Regions from separate parts of the Rattus norvegicus genome. Here region 2 is linked to region 1. Evidence: chromatin contacts called from public Hi-C data. All regions are on one chromosome and are shown on one strand. The core of a region is the stretch at or near the end of the contact, and the rest is flanking DNA. Distances in the headings are between cores, read along the strand shown.

What was found. Hi-C and Micro-C count contacts between places; a contact is called where the count stands out from the background.
Region 2: a contact with region 1 is called in a Hi-C map of Schwann cells, with 3 times the contacts expected there. The contact joins the promoter of Cttnbp2nl here to the promoter of Rhoc in region 1. A contact is called at or near these places in 4 of 12 Hi-C or Micro-C datasets (the A7r5 cell line, Schwann cells, mammary epithelial cells and 1 more) and 1 of 1 datasets of contacts at active chromatin or transcription factors (oligodendrocytes).

Annotation. Positions count from the first base shown.
Region 1 is chr2:194,973,003-194,980,776 of GRCr8, forward strand. Rhoc (ras homolog family member C) reads left to right here and starts at 2,584. Exons shown (of 5, transcript NM_001106461.1): 1 at 2,584-2,839; 2 at 5,943-6,106; 3 at 6,574-6,694; 4 at 6,941-7,071. The coding sequence starts at 5,951.
Region 2 is chr2:195,238,721-195,246,494 of GRCr8, forward strand. It overlaps Cttnbp2nl (CTTNBP2 N-terminal like), which reads right to left and starts at 4,183. Exons shown (of 6, transcript NM_001107712.2): 1 at 4,150-4,183.

The DNA of each region.
Region 1 (7,774 bases), core at 1,334-3,833:
TTTTTCGGAGCTGGGGACCGAACCCAGGGCCTTGCGCTTCCTAGGCAAGCGCTCTACCACTGAGCTAAATCCCCAACCCCCCAAGAACCTTTATAATGTGATCCAGCTAGTGTTTCTTTCTCTAGCGTTACCACCTTCCTGCCTCCAGACTCTGGCTTATCACAGCTCCAACTTACTTTACATCCTGCACTACCTTTTCTTGACTATTTCATTTGTTCTCCAGGGCTGAGTGTCCTACAGCCCCTGGATGCTGCCAAGCTACTTACCTCCAGGATTATAACTGTCTATAGGAGGAGCCAATGGGAAGTCGCTATTAAGAACAGGGACTCTATTTTTTTTTAATTTATTTCTAATTTCCTGTGCATTGGTGTTTTGCCTGCATGTGTGTCTGTATGAGGGTGTTGGAATTGGAGTTATAGACAATTGTGAGCTTCCAAGTGGGTGCTGGGAATTGAACTGAGGCCCTCTGGAAGGGCAGTGCTTTTAACCACGACCATGAGCAATCTCTCCAGCCTCAAGAGCAGGGACTCTTTTTTTTTTAAAAAGATTTATTTATTATATATGAGTACACTGTATCTGTCTTAGATACACCAGAAAAGGGCATCAGATCCCATTACAGAGGGTTGTGAGCTTGCTGGGAGTTGAACTCAGGACCTCTGGAAGAGCAGTCAGTGCTCTTAACTGCTGAGCCATCTCTCCAGCCCAAGCTGGGCCTCTTAAGTCTGAGTGTTTTGACTCCCAAACACTCCTCCAAGCTTCCACGCCTCAGTAAAGTGTAGATAACAACACTGTCTTGTAAGAACTAAACATGGAGTGGGCAGGGCGGGCAAGGTTCATGAAATAAAGCTTCAAGAACTGTTAGCTATGTTCAACTGTGTTCTTCATTCGGACTGTGAGTTTGTTTGTTTACTTTTATTTATGTTTTGTTCAAGATAGGGTTTCTTTATGTAGTCTGGGCTGTCATAAAACTAGCTCTGTAGACCAGGGTGGCTTCAAACTCAGCTATCCTCCTGCTTCTGTCTCCTGAGTGCTGGGACTAAAGGCATGCACCATCACTGCCTGGCTAGACTGTACGTTTTCAGAAGGCAGAGTTTCATAGCTAGCTTAGTTAGTACATAGCTTTCAGTTCACATCCAACCACTGTTTACTGTATGAATTCAGAGTCCTGGAGGCCAAAGTGCCCTTCACCTCAGTTATCTGATTTATCAAATGTATGTATGATCTGTGCTTCCAATCCTGAGTGAATGTTTAGGTATGTGTCTGCCTGGGTTTGAGACAGTTTCACTCCACAGCCTATGTTGGCCTGGAATTTGTGGCAACTCTGCTCCCTCGGGAGTGCTGAGATTACAGGCATGAACCACCCGCCCAGCTGTACCTGCAGTAGACTCCATGCATTTATTCTGGCAAATCTTTGTTGAAACCTATGATGAGCAGAGGTTGGTTGGATGGTGCAGGGAGCAGGTTGGAGCGGGAGCATGGCAGGCAGCATGGAGCCAGCACATGCCTGGGTGTCCCACAGGCCTGACTGTAAATTTGACTGACTGATAAGAGTTTTTGCTACAGGGTCTCAATGTAGCCCAGGACGGCCTGCAACTAACTCCTAGAGATCCACCTGCCTTAGCTTCTTGTGTGTCACCATAGCTCACCTCACTATAAATTCCTGCTGTCACAAATCGTGACACATCTCTGGGCTTCACTTTCTTTACAGGCAAAAGGGAACTGGTGAACTTATTCCAGAGTAGAGACCTGTGTGTGTATAAAGTATCCAGCACTAGCAGTAGACTTCCTTATACACCCACTTCTTTAGCCCTTTATAAGGAAGGAGATATATGATCAGGTAAGTAACACGTCAGACTGGGATCAACAACACAACAATACAATAGGAGTATGAGGTCAGTTTCCAGTCGAGGACACAGAAGCACTTCCAGGAGTGTGCTGTTAACAGGACGTAGGGAAATTCCCGGTGAAGGAAGGAAGGGACTTGTAAGGCGATGGTAGTTGGGGACTGTAGATCACAAAAGGCCTCCAAGGCTCCGGTTAGCGTCACGTTGCATTTACTGCAGTGATTCCTGGAGAAGAGAGTGGGCAGCTTCTGCATAACCCGTCCCCTCGGTTACGGCTAGGGGGTAGGAGATACTGGAACGTCGAGGGCTGCTTGGCCACGGGAGGGCAGCAGTGGCCCTCGCTGACCCCACCCTGGGAGTCGCTCAACTTTCCCGAAGCGGGTCCGCCCCCCCACGGGTTGGAAGTGGGGCAGAGGCCGAGTCCTCCGGGGGTCCCACCCGCCCTCTCATCACCCAGCAATCCAAACATTTCTGGACATGGTCCCTCCAGCTCCAGCCCCACGCCCCATGCCGGGTCCTGAGCCGGGGTGACCTGCGGCCACCCGGGGCCCAGAGCGGAGGCGGGCCATGCTAAGGGCCGCCCCCGTCGACCCCCCTCCCCTTGACGGACCCGCCCCGGAGCGGTGCTGGAGAGTGGGGCGGGGCTCGGGTCAGTCTCAGCCTCCGGCACCGGCCGCGCAGCTGGAGGCGGCGGAGCAGAAGGTACGGGGCCCCAGCTGGTGGGTGGCGAGGCGTCGTGGGAACTGACCTCGGAGGAGAGCACTTTCCTGCTTCCCGGATCGCTCGGGGAACGGCTCAGGAGGGGGTTCCGGGCGGGGTATGGGAGAGCGTCCTGTGCCGCGGGGCAGGCGCTCTCGCCTCCTGAGCTCTCGAACCACAGCCCAGAGCCCCTTCCCTTTCTGAGTCTTGCCTCTCCGGACCTCCCTAGCTGGGCCAGGAACACACTTGGATCTCCCTGAGCGACTCTACCCAGAAGCTCCAGTTCCGGGCGGGGAGTAAGGAACAGGGCCTCAGGCTGGCTAGGGGTGGGAGTTCTGGCCTGGGATGGGGAATGGCGGGAATAGGGGCGGGATGTGACCATTGGGGGCTGCTACTGCTTGGCGGGTCAGGACGCCGCCCTAGACGGGTTTTGGAGCTGATCTGAGCTAAGAGGTTGAGAAGACTAGGAAAGATCCTGCTCCTCTGTGGTGTATGTGGGTCTGAGAGTGAAAGGGGGAGAAAAAAAAAGAACAAAACACCCCAATCCCCAACTCTGCCTCCTACCCTTTTGGGAGTGTTAGGGGGTTGGGCAGAAAGCTGGGGCCCGGATCTTCCTTCATGGCTTTAAAGTTAAGGAAAAGGTGTTGCCCAAAGAGTGATTCTTGCCTAGATCTCAGGGGAGCAGAGTACAAAGGCCTGTTGGATCACCTGGAAAAATCAAGAGAGTATTAAGGAGGGCTAATGTCTTGTCCCAGGGAAGGTCCCAAAAGTTCCAGACCCTTCTCCGGGGCCCTGTGTGACATTTCATTGTCTCAGGGTTAGTGGGGCAGTTCCTCCGGAGCCGCCTTTCACAGGGAGTGTTAGCCAGACCATCATGCCATTTTGGCCTTGGGCCTAATGTCCTGGTTTGGCCTGAGTCCCCAATTCTTCTGGCCTAAGCAGAGCCTAGATGCAGAATCTTCTAAGCTGGGGGCTCTAACCCAGCCACGGAGTTCCGGCCTCTGCCTCCCACCGTCAGATGCCCAGTCGCCTCGCTGCTGTGGGACAGCCGTGGCACATGCATGGGGACGTGACTAGTGTTTAGTGTTGTCACGCTTCATCTACACTGCCTACCCTGGGTTGGGGTTGTCTCCGCCAGCCTGTATACAGCCTGACTGGTTGAATTAATGGGAGTAGGTGCGGGAGTTGGAAGCAATCCTGTAGGTTGGTTACCTGGGTACACCTCTCAGATCTCACTTTTGAAGGAGATAGGCAACAGAGTGAATGCCTTCTTCCCAGCCTTTTGGGGGTACTCGGGAAAACCCCTTGAGGTGGGGGGTGGGAAGTGTGTCTGCACATACTCAACTCCTATAAATTCTCTGTGACTCATGTCCTCTTCCCTCACATCCCAGTTGTGTGTGTGTGTGTGTGTGTGTGTGTGTGTGTGTGTGTGTGTGTGTGAGAGAGGAACCACGCTGGGGCCTGATGCTGAGAAGAGCCAGCCTGGGGCAGGGATACTCTGCTTCTAAAAGGCAGGCACAGGCCAGGGTTTGAGGTGGTGGCACGTAGGGAGTAAAGGAGTTCAGTGGAGCCAGACAGGATTGGGGACTGAAAGGAAAAGCCAAGTTTGGGGCCGAGATCAGGTTACTGTCCCCTTCTTAACTGCTCCCCGCCTGGTCAAGGCTCAGGCTGATCCTCACTAGTCTTTTCTTTTGAGGCTCCTCCCAGCCCGGGCTCTAGCCCCCTCCCCCACAGCCTTCTCTAAAGCTCTACTCTGGAGCTGTCTGGCACTGTCCCTCCCAGGCTGTGTAGGCCTAGGGACCTCACTAACCTGGTCAGCTCCCCTGACCAGTCCCCAACGACTTGGTCATGTGTGTTGGGGTTCAGGACAGAACACATAAACTTCGAGAAGCTGACTCCTTACCTCGAGTCACAGGGAGGTGTCTGCAGGGCCTAAGGGTCAGCTGGTCACAAGGAGGAAGGGGCTGTTCCAGAAAGTGGGTGAGGTGACTCCCAAGTGGGTTTAGCTCAGTCACAGCAGCGCTGTGATAGTTGTGTGGCTCCACAGTGTGGTCATTGTCCCCTGTCAGGAGCTGAGTGACTGAGTGTTGCAGCCAGGCCCAGGAAGGAGGGGGTGGGCACAGACTGCCTGAGCGTGAGCTGCCAGGACTGAGCCTTCTTTGTGTGACTTGAGACATTGGGGAAGGGATGGGGTAGGTCAGGAAAGCCAGCCCACCTCTTCCACTGTCCTCTGCCTTAGCCCCTCTGCTTCTGTTTTCACCTGTGTAGGCAAGGCAGCCGCAATCACAAAACCCCGATTTGAGAGCTGTCCCTGCACTTTGTCTAAACCTCACTGAGCCTCAGTTGCCTACTGATGTCAAAGTAGGGAGGCCTGGATCCCTGAGAAGGATCTTGGAGAGGCTGAGTGGACAAAGGTGCTTCCTAATCAAGCATGATTACCTGGGTTTGATTCCGGAACCCATGCAAAGGTGGACGGACTACAAAGTTGTTCTTTGACCGCCACATACATATGTACCTAGACTTCTGTTATTTTGTTTTCAAGTGGGAAGGCCACCATCTCCCTAACAGGCAACTGGAGATCTGAAGATTTTTCTCAAAATTCCTAACAAAGTTTGTGTGTGTGTCCAGGGAGAGACAAACACCTAGGGGCTCTACAAGGGCTCCTTGCTTTATCCTAACACCTGTAGTGACCAGGAAGGCATGACTGCTCTTGAGGGACAATCTATTCTACTTTGCATTTAGTGATTATTAATACTGTCAAAATCCTGGTAATAAAGCAACCAGAGCTTCCAGGGACTAAGCCACTACCCAAAGACTATACATGGACTGACCCTGGGCTCCAACCTCATAGGTAGCAATGAAAAGCCTAGTAAGGGCACCAGTGGAAGGGGAAGCCCTGGGACCTGCCAAGACTGAACCCCCAGTGAACGGGATTGTTGGGGGGAGGGCGGTAATGGGGGAGGATGGGGAGGGGAATCCCATATAGAAGGGGGGGGCTAAGGGGATGTTGGCCCGGAAACCGGGAAAGGGAATAACATCCGAAATGTAAATAAGAAATACTCAAGTTAATAAAGAAAAAATGGAAAAAAAAATCCTGGTAATAAAGAAAACTGATAGGCAAGGCAGATAAATCTAGGTCTTTAGGGGGCACACCTGCGCACTTCTCAGATGGTCTGGGTCCTGCACCCCTGATCAGTGCTAATGCATCTAGGAAGACTGTCCGGCCTTCTGCCTGCAGGATTGGTTCTTGGCAAGTTCATGCCTGGGCAAGCCCCCTTCCCTTCCTTTGCTGGATTGCTGTGGTTTTTAAGCAAGTTTGAGGGGTGGGTGGATAGAGAAGTGTATTTGGATTTACTGGCTTTTCCCCTCCTCAAATCCCCACTACCTCTTGCCTGACAGTTTCAGTCATGGCCACAATCCGAAAGAAGCTGGTAATTGTGGGTGATGGCGCCTGCGGGAAGACCTGCCTCCTCATCGTCTTCAGCAAGGATCAGTTTCCGGAGGTCTACGTCCCTACTGTCTTTGAGAACTACATAGCAGACATCGAAGTGGATGGCAAGCAGGTGAAGGCCATGAATCGCTTGCTTTCCTGCCTGGGAACCCTGTCTCCCCAGGCACATAGGGCCCCTGGATGTCCTTTCTTACCACCCACGTGCATCTTTATTTCCCTGCTAGAACCAGCAGAAGTTAGGAAGTCAACCTGGATGTACTATCTGGTTGGACCACATACTGGCTCTGGAATCTGAGCCAAGTCCCTTTTGCCTCTGGGCTTAACCTCTCCCCACTGCAAAATGTGAACGAGGGCAAGACCTCCCCCAAAAAGGTTGCCTTAAGAACTAAAGGCCGCTTACGGTGGCAGCTCATACTGCCTAAGACCAAAGCCATCTTAGATTTTAGAAAAGTGTATCATTGGTTTTGTGACTGGTCAACCCAACCCAGCACATAGCGAGTGGTAAAAAGATCTTCAGAGGGCCTCAAGGTGGTATGGTTGGGGCCCTCAGGCTCGCTACTCAATAGCCCTGTGTGTCAGGTGGAGCTGGCTCTGTGGGACACAGCAGGGCAAGAAGACTACGATCGCCTGCGGCCTCTCTCCTACCCGGACACTGACGTCATCCTTATGTGTTTCTCCATTGACAGTCCTGACAGCCTGGGTAAGGCTTTGGAGGGACCGAGAGCATTTGGTACTTGCCATCTTCAGAGGCTGTGGAGGAGTCTTGGGAGCTTGTAGGTCCTGCAAGTCTCCTTTGTTATGGAGACAGTAGCCCTTGGGGTGGGGTGGGGTATCCACTGAAGGGGCTTTGAGCAATGCGAGGTACTGCCTGTCCAGTAGACTCCATGACTGCTACGGAAGACCAGGCTAAGTGGGCACATGTACACGGTTTGGGGTATCTTTGCAGAAAACATTCCTGAGAAGTGGACCCCGGAGGTGAAGCACTTCTGTCCCAATGTGCCCATCATCCTAGTGGGGAATAAGAAGGACCTGAGGCAAGATGAGCATACCAGGAGAGAGCTGGCCAAAATGAAACAGGTGGGTGGGGCAGCGCTGCAGGTGGTGAAAGTTCCCTGAACTTCCCGGCTAAGGTGGAAACAGCTGATAGCCAGGCACTATGATGTTCACCTCCCGTTGTCTTGTTAAGAGGGTTGGGAGGAACAACATTCAAGTAACTGAAGTGTCGGAGGACCCACATGCCCAAGGGGCTTTGGTTTTTTATGGTCGGGGCTACTAAGACAAGAACCATTATCACCCACATGTGGTGGGAGCTGTGCAGTTAGAGTGCCTGGGGAGGGGGTGTGTGTGGGTGGGGGGGGGGTGAGTGCTCAAAGACTTGCTAAATGACTCTAGCCAGTGGACTGTTTATTTAGAGGAAGGTAAAAGCTAGGTTAACGGGGTTGGGGATTTAGCTCAGTGGCAAGCGCAAGCACAAGGCCCTGGGTTCGGTCCCCAGCTCTGGAAAAAAAGAAAAAAGAAAAGGTAGGTTATCTTGGCGGGGGTGGGGGGCTAATTAAGGATGGATGGAAGTATGTGAAAGTATTCCGGTAGCTATGTAGGATGGACTAGAGCAGCGATTATCATCCCGTGGCTCATGACCCCTTTGGGGTTGCATGTTGGAGATCCTGCAGATTAGGTATTTACATCACAATTCATAGCAGTAGAAAAACTACAGTCATGAGGTAGCAACACAAATGGTTTTTATAGAGTGTGTGTGGGAATCCCCACAACATGAGGCACT
Region 2 (7,774 bases), core at 2,933-5,432, 270 kb after region 1:
CAAAAGTAAGAAAAAAATGCTTTAAATCAAAATTATCATCAAAAATGTCTTAAGTCTTATAGAAGATAATATAGCAAGCACAGAACACACAAAACCATTTTTAAGTTGCAGGATGGCAGCATTTGGAGTGGAACAACTGGTAATTTGAATCTCTTGCCTTTTTACACACACACACACACACACACACACACACACGCACACACACGCACACAAACACACACACGCACAAACGAGATCTGAATGCACAACTACATGTTATCAAAAAAAAAAATCATTGACTCAGATGTGCTATATGATGACCTGTGTAACTGTTTCCCTCCATTTAGGGACCTCAGCTATCCAGATTTGTCTTATTTTATTATGTATATGAATGGTTTGCCTACAGTGTACCTAAGTGCTAGTAGAAGTCAGAAGGTTGGAACCTCTGGAACTGCAGTTAAGGATGGCTACGAGCCTCCATGTGGATCCTAGGACTGAAGCTGGGTCCTCTGTAAGAGCAACACTGAGTGTCTCTCCAGCCCAAACCATAGCTATTTACAGACAAATCTAAAACAAAACCAACCAACAAACACTACTTCACTTTTGCTAAAGTTGACTTTTTTCTTCTTTCTCTCTTTCATTTGGACTAAGGTGGTCTGGAAGGACAGTCTCTTGCCTCACCTCTACAGAGCATAAAGGGGTGAGCACATGAACTTCCATAACCCACATGCCAAGTGCTAATAACAACGTCAATGGCTGTTGATGACTGTTTCCTAGGACGCACCTTGCTTAGTAGACTATACAAATATGCACACAGTAGGTTCAAACAATGTTTAAAACCAGAAAAGTCTTCTGTTTCTAGCTCACGACTGAGGGGCTTTGAACTAGAAATAGCCTCTCTTCACCTCACACCACTAAACAGTGCAATGGCAGCCTCTAAGAAACACCAAAGAACAACCGAGTGTTGAATTCTTCTAAGAAAACTAACTGGTAGCCTCATCCATGTGATTCTGATCAGATTCTGAACAGATCTATAACAAACCAAGGATATGGCGCTCCCTACGAGTGTCTGAATGATTACTGTAGGGACCTGTGATGTCCTGTGCACTGTTAATACCACTAGGGCTAAACCAAAGCACAGAATTGGGGGTTGGAGGGTATGGCTCAGGTGGAAGGTTTGACGTTCAAGCCTTTCAAGCCCCACCCAGCACAGGGTTAAGAGAAAAGCACAAAACAAAGCCTCCCAAAAACCTTAAAGGAGACCAGTTGTCTTAGTTAGGGTTTCTATTGATATAATAAAACACCACAATCCAAAACAACTTGGGGAGGAAAGAAAGGGTTTATTTCATCTTACAACTCTCAGGTCACTCCAGCACTGAGGCAGGAACTCAAGGTAGGAACCTGGACTGAGAAAATGAGGCGGAAGCCATGGAGGATCAGGAACACCACTTACTGGCTTGCTCAGCCAGCTTTCTTATAGCACTCAGGCCCAAGCCTAAGGGGAGCACCGCCCAGAGTGGGCTGGGCACTCTCAACAACCACCACTAATCAAGAACACGCCCTACTGGCTTGCCCATGGGCCAATCAGATAGGGACATTTTCTCAACTGAAGTTTCCCTCTTCCCAGATGCCTCTAGCGTGTATGAAGTTGACATAAAACTAGCCGGCACACTAGGGTCAAATCAAATACTCAGAAATTACAATAAAAATTAACCAACAGTTCCTAGAGTGTTCTCCAGAACTCACCCCACCTCCACTAGGTCAGATTCTTATACATATATATCTGGCTCAGAATTCATGACAGTAAACATATATATATATATAAAACCTATCCAGAGATATTTTCTCATAGGAAAGTCAATATTTTAGCCACTTCAGATATTGCAATTTCCTATCATGTCAGATAAGGAAAAATCAAATTACACAAAGACAAGAAGGCGGATGGTTTAACAAGATGTGCCATACTTTATCAGTTTGTTATCTGTCTTGTTTGACTCTTATGTGAGAGCTTTAAACTAAATTCAGTGTTCCTATTAGGCACCGTGGAAGCTACAAGAACTTTTTGCAGTCAAAGAATAATTTAATGAAATGCACTAAACCCACACACACAAACTGTCTGCACACAATGCTTTTTTCATTTAACATGACCAAAAATGACAGTGAAAAGGTTATCGGAAAGAATTCTATCAGAGTTGAACATCATAGTACACGCTGTAATCCCAACAGGAGGGGAAGCCATCCTGGGCTACACAGTTTTCAGAAGCATAAGGAGACACAGTAGCACTCTTGATGAAACAAAACAAAACCAGCCCTCCAGATCAAAGGTATATTAAGCAGCTCTTGTTTATTGTGCCAAAACATCAGTGGCTTTATTCTGCTTTTCCTCTGTTTGTCAGGGCCCTGGAAATCACTACTCCTTAGGTTTCCCGACGTCTCCTACCTGGATTTATTTCCTGTTCTCCACTCATGTAATAAGATACATCTTTTGGGGGTTTCCTATTCTACTTCTAGTTTTTTTTTTTAAACCCCTGATGCTATTTCTGGGATAATGGATCTCTCCTTCCTATGGCAATAAACTTTGTGTTTGCAGGAGAGACCCTGTATACAGTTTCTTCTTTGTGCTTCCTTTCTCTAGGTGTCTGGAAACAATCACAGAGCCCTAGAGTGGCTCTGGAACCTGACTATTCAAAACTAATTACCTTCAGGAAGTCTACTCAGGAAGGCTACAGACAACAGCCACTACAATCGCCCTCTGTGACTGCAACTCTGCACCTCACATCTGTCGGCTATAAATAACCAACAGTAAAATGAACTCGGGATCAAAATTTAAAATGCCAAAAATATAGAAAAATTAATAGGTGGTACTGCTAGCCACAGCTGATGGTTAGAGATTCGATGACATTAACATCGGGACAGTCAACAAGGCTCTTGTTCTGAAATTGAAAACTACCTTTTATTTTAATGCTTTAAATTTTGGTTGATGATGCGGGCACGCCAGACAGAATCATATCACATGTAGATACGTTTTCTTTGAGATAAAATCTCATTATAAAACAGGGGTGAGATAGTACTCAGAGGCCACAGGACCAGATTAATTATAAACCTAGCCAACTGAACCTGAATTTTGTTCAAATACTTCCTGTCTTTTGTTTCAACCTGCCGTACACCTTCAAGGTTAACTGCAGTCTCCCGGAGCAACGGACCAGCCCACTACAAACTGAGAGATGGGGATTCCTACTGCAAAGGCATTTACTGACTTCTCCACACCGTTTCATTTGAAAATATGGTATTAATAACTGACTGTCAAACAATACACACTGCATTCCTACCCACACAAGGCTAACTCTGCTGAAAGCTAACACACCCACCTTGCTATGAAATATGCGGATGCTTTCCTATTAAGTTCTCAGGGAAGAAACCGGGTAGAAAGCAAAACTGAAAGGCAACTCAAACCTAAAAATCCCCCAAAAGCTGGCTTCTCCCACAAGAAAAATAAAGGGCGAGGAAGGTACAAAGGGCGAAGGGAAGAAGGTAATACATGATTTAAGCCGGGGAGCTCTCAACACTCAACAAGACAACACAGGATCTGGGGGGACCGTAGGAGCAATCAGAGGCTGGGGGATGGGAAGAGCTAAAGAGGGGAGAAGGCCGCTCTGACTGTTGGAGGTGTCTGTCTGGGTCTCGTCTTTTTTTTCCCTCCTCCTCGCCCATCCCTCATAAGAACAACGCTGTTTTTTTTTTTTTTAGATCTTATACAGCACCCTAGTTCTGGACCCAGACTTGCCAGCAGGGGCAGGTGTGGGAAGGGATGCCTGGACTTGCGGGGGTCCAATATAGGGGTGGGGGCTGCAGCTTAGAAACTGCACCCACCAGTCCCTCTCCGAGGCTAGGGCTGGGCAAAAGGCGACATGGAGTGAGACAGGTCAGGGGGAGACCCCTGCTAAAGGGCGGAGGCTGGCGAGAGACAATGAACAGTCGCGAGGACCCTGGAGGATGCCGCGACGCCTCCTCGGGGAATCCCGGGATCTGGAGGCGGCGGCCCCGCCCCCTAAGGGACCATCCCTACCCCGACAGGGACTGCTGCTGAAAGCCATACACGCTCCGGGCCGGGAGGCTCTCTCGGAGACCCGGCCACCCAGCACCGCAGAGCCCGGACCCCGCGCTCCGTACCTGGCCTCGGCGCTCCGGGATCCTTCCCCGCCGCCGCCTCCGCCGCCCGCTCCCCATCCCCAGCCTCCCAGGACCCGCCCCCTCATCCGCCGGCAGTGACCGGCAGATACCATAGCCAATTATAGTCTTGCCCTTGCGGCTCTGCAACCAATCCTCGCCGCCTGAAGGCTGGGCTTCTCCAAAGTCATCCCGGCTCCTCCTGGGGCTGCAAGATCCCTTTTGTTTGGGAGAGCCAGGCTGGGATTGAGCTGGCGTCACTTCCGGGAGGAAGTACCACCTCTGGTCGGCTGGAGTCTGGGTTCGCTCTGCTCTCCGCCTGGGCTCTGCAACTTTTCAGGATCCTGAGAACACCTTTTGGTGGCTTAATTTGGGGTTTATCCAAAATGTGAATAAAAGAAGTGAGTTTTAGCGTTTGTTTTAGAATTAGTTATTGAAAACCTAGTAACGTGTCTTCTTTGCTTCTCTCACTTTCTCTCTCTCTCTCTCTCTCTCTGCACTGACTTTTGGGTGTGGTGCTGGAAAGCAAGGGCACAAGACCATCTCCTTTAACACATCACACTGGGTACACAAAGGGAGACTCTGGGGTTGAACAGACAGGACAGCACCCGGTAGAGGAGGGCATAACCCCTGCCGACCTTCCTTTCAGGGCGAAGCCAAATAATTGCAAACTTACGCGCAGTTTTCCCACACTGTGCTTGCCTTTCATGAATGTGGGGCCCTCTTTTATATGTTTGGGCCCCGTCATACTGTGGGGAATGCGTTTTTAACGAAGCCAAAACAAAACAGTTGGATGAGGGGGAATGACTGTCCTTGTGAACACAGGAATGCAGATCTTAGTGATAAAAACAAGACCGGATAACCTGGAGGGAAGAGAACGCACTCTACCGTAGCCTGCACTTCAGCTCACAAGTGATTGACCACATTGTTTTAAAGAATTTGTAACAAGTACATGTAAGAAAACAAGTATTTAAGTGCACAAGTAACATGCTACTCTGAATACATTATTCCTAATCCTCACAATTATCAGCAGGAGAATATTAGGAATTTAATACTCTCTCTGCCTGTGGTTCTCAACCTGTGGGTTACAACCCCTCGGATAACCTTTATCTGTAAAAAAAAAAAAATACCTACATTACAATTTATAACAGCAAAATTACAGCTGTGAGTAGCAGCGAAATTATGGTTGAGCACCACAACGTGAGAAACTATATTAAAGGACAGCAGCACTAGGAAGGTTGAGAACCACTGCCCTAGGCAAACACAGTCCTCGAGACAGGTGCAGTTTACAGTCTGGGTAGAGAGATGCCCAGCCTGAGTAATCATGGTTTAGAGGAAGTAAAACAGTATTTCCTGTCAACACAGTGTTATGTTCATCCATATAATATCCGTGTCAGTGCTGTCATACCCTGTATAGTGGACATCACCGTGAGTGATTATGACGAGTCAAAGAAACCAAGAGATCCAACTGAAGGTTATAGAATTAATAACTGGAAAAGAAAGATTACAAGACTAACTCCAATCTGTGCCATAGTCTGCTAGCCGGCCACCCGTTCCCACGGGGGACCTGTTCAGAGGAAAGATAGTGATTAACGCAGCAGCAGAGCGAAGCCAATAACTCGGTACTCTCCCCTAGCCATTGCTGGCTTGAAGACAGCATGCGGAGATGCTCCAGTACAGCCCAGGTGCTTTGGGAACAGTGACCTAGAGCAAGAAGAATTTTGCAAAGATATCACGCTCTGTATTCAGAAAGACAGTCTGGTTGGATAGGGTGTGCACACCTGTAAATCCCATCATCTGGGAGGTGGAGGCAGAGGAGAGCCAGGAATTCAAGATCTTTCTTGGCTACACAGTGTTGCAGACCACCACGGGCTACAGGAGACCTCTCAGAATAGAACACAATGTCCGAAATGATTGAAAGACACAGGATTAGGTACAGGGATAGTACCACGGGGGGGGGGGTGGGGGGGGAAGGGGGTTGAAAAGAATCCATTTCCTCCTTCCTTTGCTTTGCCTGTGGGCATGCAGGGAGGAAGTGTCTCATTGCCAGACAATGAGGCAGATGTGGGACAACAGGCTATTTTTCTGCTGGATTCTGACTCACTCCAAGGTTTGCTCCAATGAATCAGCTCACCCAGCCTTCCTCTCCCTCCCTTTGTAGCTATTAATCTACCACCACCCATTCTACTCCAAAGCTGACCTAATGGAAACAGTACCATGTGACCCACATCCTTTACAGCACTGAGCAGTTCCCAACTCTCGGTTCCTTTAAGCCAGTTCCTGAGCAAGTGTAGAAAGGCTCAACAGGATGAAATCATCCTTGCCTTGTAAGACTCAGAGTCCTGAGAATGTTAAGATGGCTTTCAACTTGTCACCCGTGAGGTAGTGTGAACAGGCAGGGCTTCTGAGCCTTTCATAACCTTCAGCCTTCAATAGTGGCAGTGAGTTCTGGAACTGTGTGATTTAATGTAGAAAACTTGTAAGTTTAGGGTCCTTGGCACATAGAGCGTGGAAATAGGCTCATGATGTCTTGAACAGGCAAACACATAGGCTGTGTTTTGGTACTTGGTATATTATCAACTTGTTCATTAATATTTACTAAATGGTTCTCATGTGTCCGGCAACAACTTTATGTCATTTAAGTACTAAAAGATTACAGCTTGGGTTGAGTTTTTTTCCCCCGCTTCAATTGGCAAATGTTGTAGGTAGATGTCCTAAGTGTTTGTTGCTGGCTTGGAAGGCAATGATAGAGTAAAAGAGGTTAGACTGGAAATGAAGAAAATCTGGGGCTGATCACTGCTCTGTCATAAACTGTTGTTAACAAATCACTGCCAAGTGGGCGGCTTAGAACAACACAACATGTTCTCTCTCTGTCTGGAGGCCAGAGGTCTGCAAGCTGTTGACAGGTTGTGAGACACCCATTCCATGACTGTCTCCTGATTTGTGGCTCCAGTCATCACCCCAACTTCTGTCTGCCTCTATAACAACCTAGCTGCCTTCCCTTTTGTCTCGGTGTTTCTGTATGTCCTCTTTCATAAAGACACTAGATATACGGGATTTAGAGAGTCCTGTGACTGTTGGAGTCTCTGTAGACATGCTGGCCTGCAAATCACAAGTAGCTGGATTAATAAGTGTGGACCCTGTGCTTGACTTCTTGATTTGAAGATCTTAACTCATGACATTCACGAAGACCCTATTTCCAAACTAGTCCACATTCGGAGGGTCTGGGTAGACAGTAATTCTTAAGAGGATCAGCTTAGTCCAAATCTAGTCGACAATTTCTCCACTTAATTCTAACTCCACTGTGGTAAATGGCACAAAAGAAATAGAAAGATTCCTGAATATCATTGCAGGCTGTGATTGTAAAGCCATTGTGTGTGTGTGTGTGTGTGTGTGTGTGTGTGCATGCGCGTGTGAGAGTATGTCTTCTGATATATATTTATGTATGATATAATGGCTTATAATATATATTATGCCAACTAAATATTAAATTATATCCCAGTACTGTAGAGTTAATTTACATAAAGCATCTGTGTCAGTGCCCTAGGAAGAATATTATTATTCCCATTTTTCCAGATTTGGAAATTGAGCACGAAGAGATCCACAATTGAGGAACTGGGTCAAGGTT